Regions from separate parts of the Sus scrofa genome. Here region 1 is linked to region 2. The links are chromatin contacts, called in public Hi-C maps. All regions are on one chromosome and are shown on one strand. The core of a region is the stretch at or near the end of the contact, and the rest is flanking DNA. Distances in the headings are between cores, read along the strand shown.

Region 1 (2,741 bases), core at 2-2,501, 170 kb before region 2:
CTAGCTGATGCTCTGTTACAGGGTTTCTTTAATCCTTTCAAGGTGATTCTTTCCCCAGCTCTTCATAGTCTTTTCATGTGCTTGGCCTGATCAGTACGCACCTGAACACTTGAAGGGGACTCTCTTGGTGCAGGTCTCTCCTCTCTGGTGACCTTCCCTTCATTCTAGCTGTCTTGGCTTTCCTTGGCTTGGCTCCCAACTCCATCTTCTTTACTTAAGGAAAAAACTATGCCCTGCCTGGGTTCCTTTCATCCATATTGTGACCTGAACACATTTTCCAGATAATAAGCTAAGGCAATGGTAGAGGTCCCCTCCTATGCTTCCTCCTTTTTTTTTTTTTTTTTTTTTTTTTTTGTCTTTTCCGGGGCCGTACCCGTGGCATATGGAGGTTCCCAGGCTAGGGGTCTAATCGGAGCTGTAGCCGCCGGCCTATGCCACAGCCACAGCAACAACAGATTCAAGCCACATCTGTGACCTACACCACGGCTCACGGCAACACCAGATCCCCAACCCACTGAGCAAGGTCAGGGATTGAACCTGAAACTTCGTGGTTCCTAGTGGGATTTGTTTCCACTGTGCCACAACAGGAACTCCTGCTTCCTCCTTCTTAATGACCGCTGTCCTGTGCGGCTTGATGTTCAAAGCCTATGCCTATCTTACAGAAATATCTTTAGTTAACATTACAGGGAACTGGCAGTCAGCAAATTTTGCTGATCAGTATTGGATCCACTTGCATCCTCATTCATGGGCTGGAGCCTGAGAAACGAAGAGTCAATGATGACCTGTGTTCACCTAGTTAAAGCTATCTGAGATTGAAGATACAAGGAAGAAACTATACCTCTGGAGGAGAAATAGGGATAAGTCCCAAACCCCTAGTTTCCTTGTGGGTTATGAAAGATTCCCCTTTCAAGAAAAAAAGGAGGGGTTCTACCAATATCTGGACCAACTTTCTTTCATACTTTCCCCCAAAATAAACCACAGGTTCAAAGAAGGCAAAACTGCCTGTCTTACTCACGATGAAATCCCAACTTCTATATCAGTGTCTGGCATATTAGAGGAATTTTGGAAATGTTGGGTGGATGGACACATCTAAGCAGGAACCAAAAAACCCTCATATCCTCTAACAAATTTAGACAATGAACACAGCAAGGACAGAACATGAAACCCAGGCCCAGCCTTACACTTATAATCCACCTACCCCCACCTTGTTAGCTGGGCTCTAGGAGGCAGAACTTGGAGATGAAGGGGTGACTACTCAGGGCCCCTCCCACCATACTGCTGCGTTTCTCTGCCAAACCCTAAGGTCTCAGGGCTCCTCTTAGCTCAGGAACATCTGTGAGTTTCCTTAAACCCATTTCCAGATTTGGTAAATATAAAAGGCAGAACAAAGTTGAGCAGCTCAAGGAAGTGAGTGAGAGGATAACAGGTCCTTGTGCCCTGGAAACCCGGCATCACTGGACAGTGCTAAATTCGGTACAAAGAAGCCATCTGGCCACTTTAGTCTTAATCCCATCAAGTTTGTTGAAAAGTATTTGCTGGTAGATTGAAAGTGAAGGGAGAATTTAAAAATAGTGTAATTAGATGTGATGCCAGAAAGTCTTGTCACAAGCCATCCAAGAGCAAGGGAGGAAAATGAAGAAGAAATTACAACTACAATTGAATAAATACACCACAATAAATGATAATAAACCCAAGCAGGCCCTGGCCTCAGTGCCTACATTCTTCTAGGCAGTTCACCATGCTCTGTGTGCTGGGCTTCTTGGCAGGCTGAGCTGAGCTGGGCTAGATTCAGCAGTGCTCAGGAATGCGAGTAGGAGGAGGTTGCCAGGCACCACAGCCCTGGCAGGTTGTCAGAGGGGCTAGAAGGGACTGATAGATACCAGGTAGTGCTTTGTCTCTGGGCATCCTCCACTGCCCCAGGTGGACCCAGCCCCCAGCCTGCAGGGGAAACTCACAACCTCCCCCCAGCAGGAAAAAAAGACAGGCTGCAGAAAGCATTTCTAGGGCTAAGCTTGCCTGCCTGAATCATTCTGCATTTAATGACCACTATTCAGCAAGTGCTTTGCATTCTCTAGTACCTGAGAACCTATGCGACAAAAGTTTATGTGGACTTTGGCTTCTTATATTCAATGGGGCAGTGCCAGGAAGCACTGGAGATCCTTAACTTCAAGTGCTAGAGTGCTTGTAAAATCGCACACTAGCTGGGCTTACAAATCTCCAAAGACAGGAATAAGAAGATTCACCTCCACTGCTCCACCGAGGAGCACATTCAGGCCCCAAACTATCAATTAGACAGGAAGGTACCACCTTCTCGCCACTTCAGTGGTTCTGCATCCAGCTAGACAGACGCAAGTGGAAAATTATCTGCAGCACTGAGTCTATAAGGGCAATAATGCTTGATGCAGCAGAGCACCAGTCTTAGGATCCAAAGGCATGAGCTTGTGCCTGGATCCATCACTTACTGACTCTGCAATCATGAACAAGTCGCTAAAGTCAATGAGATCAATCTGTTCATAGACAAGAGAGGATACCATGTCCTATCCCAGTAAATCATAAAATGGCATACAGATGTTAGTGGTTCTTACTGCTAATGACTCTTGGAAACTTGCTGAAAGTTTCAAAGAAGGATACCTAGCAACTAGTATCCTCTTGGCTAAGAGTCAGGAGAATGGGTTCTGTTTCCTAATTCTGGGTGATCTTGCTTCACTTTTCAGAGCCCCTGTTGCTTCACCTGTAAAATA
Region 2 (2,700 bases), core at 57-2,556:
AGAGGTGACAGATCAACTCACCTGCCTGGTGAAGAGGATGGCGGTGTCCCAGTACTCAGGATGCTTGTCACTCACTTTGTTCAGCTTCTTCTGCCACGCGCAGAAGTTGCGCAGCGTCAAGGCCGCGTTGCCCGTGACCTTGGGCCCTGTGTCGCGGTCTCCAAGAAGCAGCACCTTGACCACGACGATGTTGATGGGGTTGAGGATGCTGGGATGGCGGTAGAGTCGCGCCGCCGTGGCCAACAGCGTCAGCAGATAATGCTCCAAGTCCGCGCCGTGGAACTTGACCATGGACTCGTCTGCCACCACCAGCGTCTCCACGTATCGCGGGATAGACACGAAGCGCTTGGCGCGCCCGGACCTGCGCCGGCTGCGATCTTCCCCTAAGCCTATCCGCGGAGGCTTGTAAGCGTCCAGGGCCCGCAGAATGGCGGGGTTCCAGCCTGAGGCCACCCCACAGCGAGAGGTAGGATCTCCAGGAGGCCCGCCGGGGGCGGCCCGGCGCTGGAGGAGGTGTGCGCCCTGACTGTTGCGCTGCGCCGTCGGCGCGCTGGCATTGGGCAACGGGCTAATGACATACTCAGCGCCTCGGTATCCGAAGGCTCCGCGTATCCCCCCGCACAGGCTCACAGCAGCAAAAGAGTCTGGCTCCGCGTTCACGTCTCCAGAGTAGAAACAACGTCGCAAGTCCGGGGAGCTCTCGATGAGTCCCTGGAGGGGGACGCCCAGATGCTCTGTGGCGAAAGCGGGTGCCAGGAACTGAGCATCTGGCGTCAGGTGTAGGTAGAAATCCTCCTGAAATGCTGTGATCTGAAAAATGAGTCCCTGATCCTCTGAGTCCTCGGGACCCCGCCGGTAATAGCGGCGGCCGTTGATATCCGGGTCCAGTCGGATGGGGACCACCACCTCCCGCTCTGGCTCTGAGCCGCCAGCCGGTGCCCCGGCGAGAGCCAGCGTTAAGATGCCCAGCAGAAGCATGGCGCCGGGCAGCGCAGAGCCGCGCTCTCGGAAGGGCTCGACTCGGCTCCCCGGCAGCCGGCACCGTCTTCCTGAAGCCCGCACGCCAGAACCACCGACTCCCGGGGCCGCCCGCAGCTCCCAGAAAGGAGAGCCCAGGGAGGGAGGATCCTCCCAGGGCAGTGAGCGCGCACCGGGCTGCCCGCGCCGCCTACCTGTGCCTTTCCAGGCAAAGCGCGCCCTGGGAGCTTAAGTACAATCGCTGTCAAGTGCAAAGACGAAGATTTGCAGCCGAGAACTAGAGGGAGGTGCCGGGCCGCTTCTCCGAACCGCAGCCACTCGCAGCGCCGCAAACCAGGCGCGGCGAGCCTATTAAAGGCCCCCTCCTCTTTGGACTGCCCAGTCAGCGCCCTCCCTCTCTCCCCTCCCAGCCTCCCAAAGCTTGCAGCCTCCTGGGGCCACCGAAGAACTCGGTCCCGCCTCCAGAGCTGAGAGCCACTTGGCGGGGAGGGAGTGGCGTTGAACTGAGGCGGGAGGCGTGGGCTGGCCGGAGAAACTAGCTCTGGAGTCTGGATTCACGTTGTGCTTTCAAGCTATGCCTCCTCCGCACCTCCCCTCCGCCCCATGCCCCACACATCAGCCGGGACCCACATCTGGCCGCTCCCTGGGCCTCAGCCTTTAGCTCAAGGCAGTAGGGCTCAGAAGTTGGAAATGAAGACTGCCATTGAACCCCCTTATCCCTTCTATTACAATATCCCTGCTCTTTCCTCATCGCAGTGTCCCCTAAAAGTCCCAGAACCAAGGACTCCCTGTAAATGTGCTCCTGCTGCCAGAAGGGCACATTGCTGGGCACATGGAGAGACCTTCTGGAAGGTACGGCTGCCCAGACCCACAGTCCGCCCTGGGGGCAAGGGTGTGCTGGATGGGCTGGTGCAAATGGTTAATTTTCAAGAACTTTGCCTGTCAGCTATTAAACACAGTCATTATTAAAATTTTTAATTATATGGATGTATAGTTATAACCTATGCTTAGTAATAAACTCCATCACTTCCTAATTATTTGAGCATAATTACCTGAGCTCTTACACCTTGGGAACCACTAGCCCTCCAGGACAGCGGCCAGCACCAGGAAGGAGAGCAGAGGTGCGGGAGTGGATGGTAGGATTGAGTGTGTGGCCTTCCCCATCTCCCAGGGCAGGGGCGGCAGGACAGGAGCTTGGAACAGGTCCTGTGGGAATGTTTATACCACTGACATGGGCAAACAGTGCCACTCAGGGCTTGGGGGGGGGACTGTGTCCAGCACTGACCATCAGTGCCTGGGGTGCTGTGGGGAAAGAGATGGTCTTCCCACCAGGGAGGGGCCGAAGCACTGTGGACAGTAAAAAAGTAATCATCCAGAAAAAATCCTTCCTCCCTGACATTCTTTCATTTGACCCTTGACCAAGTATATGGAGGACACTGGGGTGGGAGGCTGGGTGTGCATAGGTGGGACGAGACCATCAGGCCAAGGGTTCCCATTTCATCTGAGGGGGTCTGAAGAGCCCTGTTCCAGGCTCTGGACCTTGAGGTCCTCCCTAGCTCTCCATAAAAATCACCTTCTTGGAGTTCCCGTTGTGGCTCAGTGGTTAGCGAATCTGTCTAGGAACCATGAGGTTGCTGGTTCGATCCCTGGCCTTGCTCAGTGGGTTAAGCATCCGGCATTGCAGTGAGCTGTGGTGTAGGCTGCAGACGCGGCTCGGATCCC

What was found. A called contact is a pair of places that touch in the nucleus more often than the background predicts.
Region 1: a contact with region 2 is called in a Hi-C map of retroperitoneal adipose tissue, with 1.7 times the contacts expected there. The contact joins the enhancer-like site here to the promoter of ADAMTS15 in region 2. A contact is called at or near these places in 5 of 47 Hi-C or Micro-C datasets (embryonic fibroblasts, epiblast stem cells, retroperitoneal adipose tissue and 2 more) and 1 of 2 datasets of contacts at active chromatin or transcription factors (skeletal muscle).

The regions. Positions count from the first base shown.
Region 1 is chr9:57,296,726-57,299,466 of Sscrofa11.1, reverse strand. The region is part of intron 1 of LOC110255461 (a long non-coding RNA gene); the gene reads right to left. Among named protein-coding and RNA genes, the nearest start is that of ADAMTS15, 170 kb to the right of the region's middle. Within about 2 kb of position 1,251, at least 13 of the 83 cell types and tissues checked have an H3K27ac peak or open chromatin away from gene starts, as enhancers often do. A contact at or near this core is called in retroperitoneal adipose tissue, where this site is marked.
Region 2 is chr9:57,126,133-57,128,832 of Sscrofa11.1, reverse strand. ADAMTS15 (A disintegrin and metalloproteinase with thrombospondin motifs 15) reads right to left here and starts at 1,306. Exons shown (of 8, transcript XM_003130081.4): 1 at 22-1,306. The coding sequence starts at 978.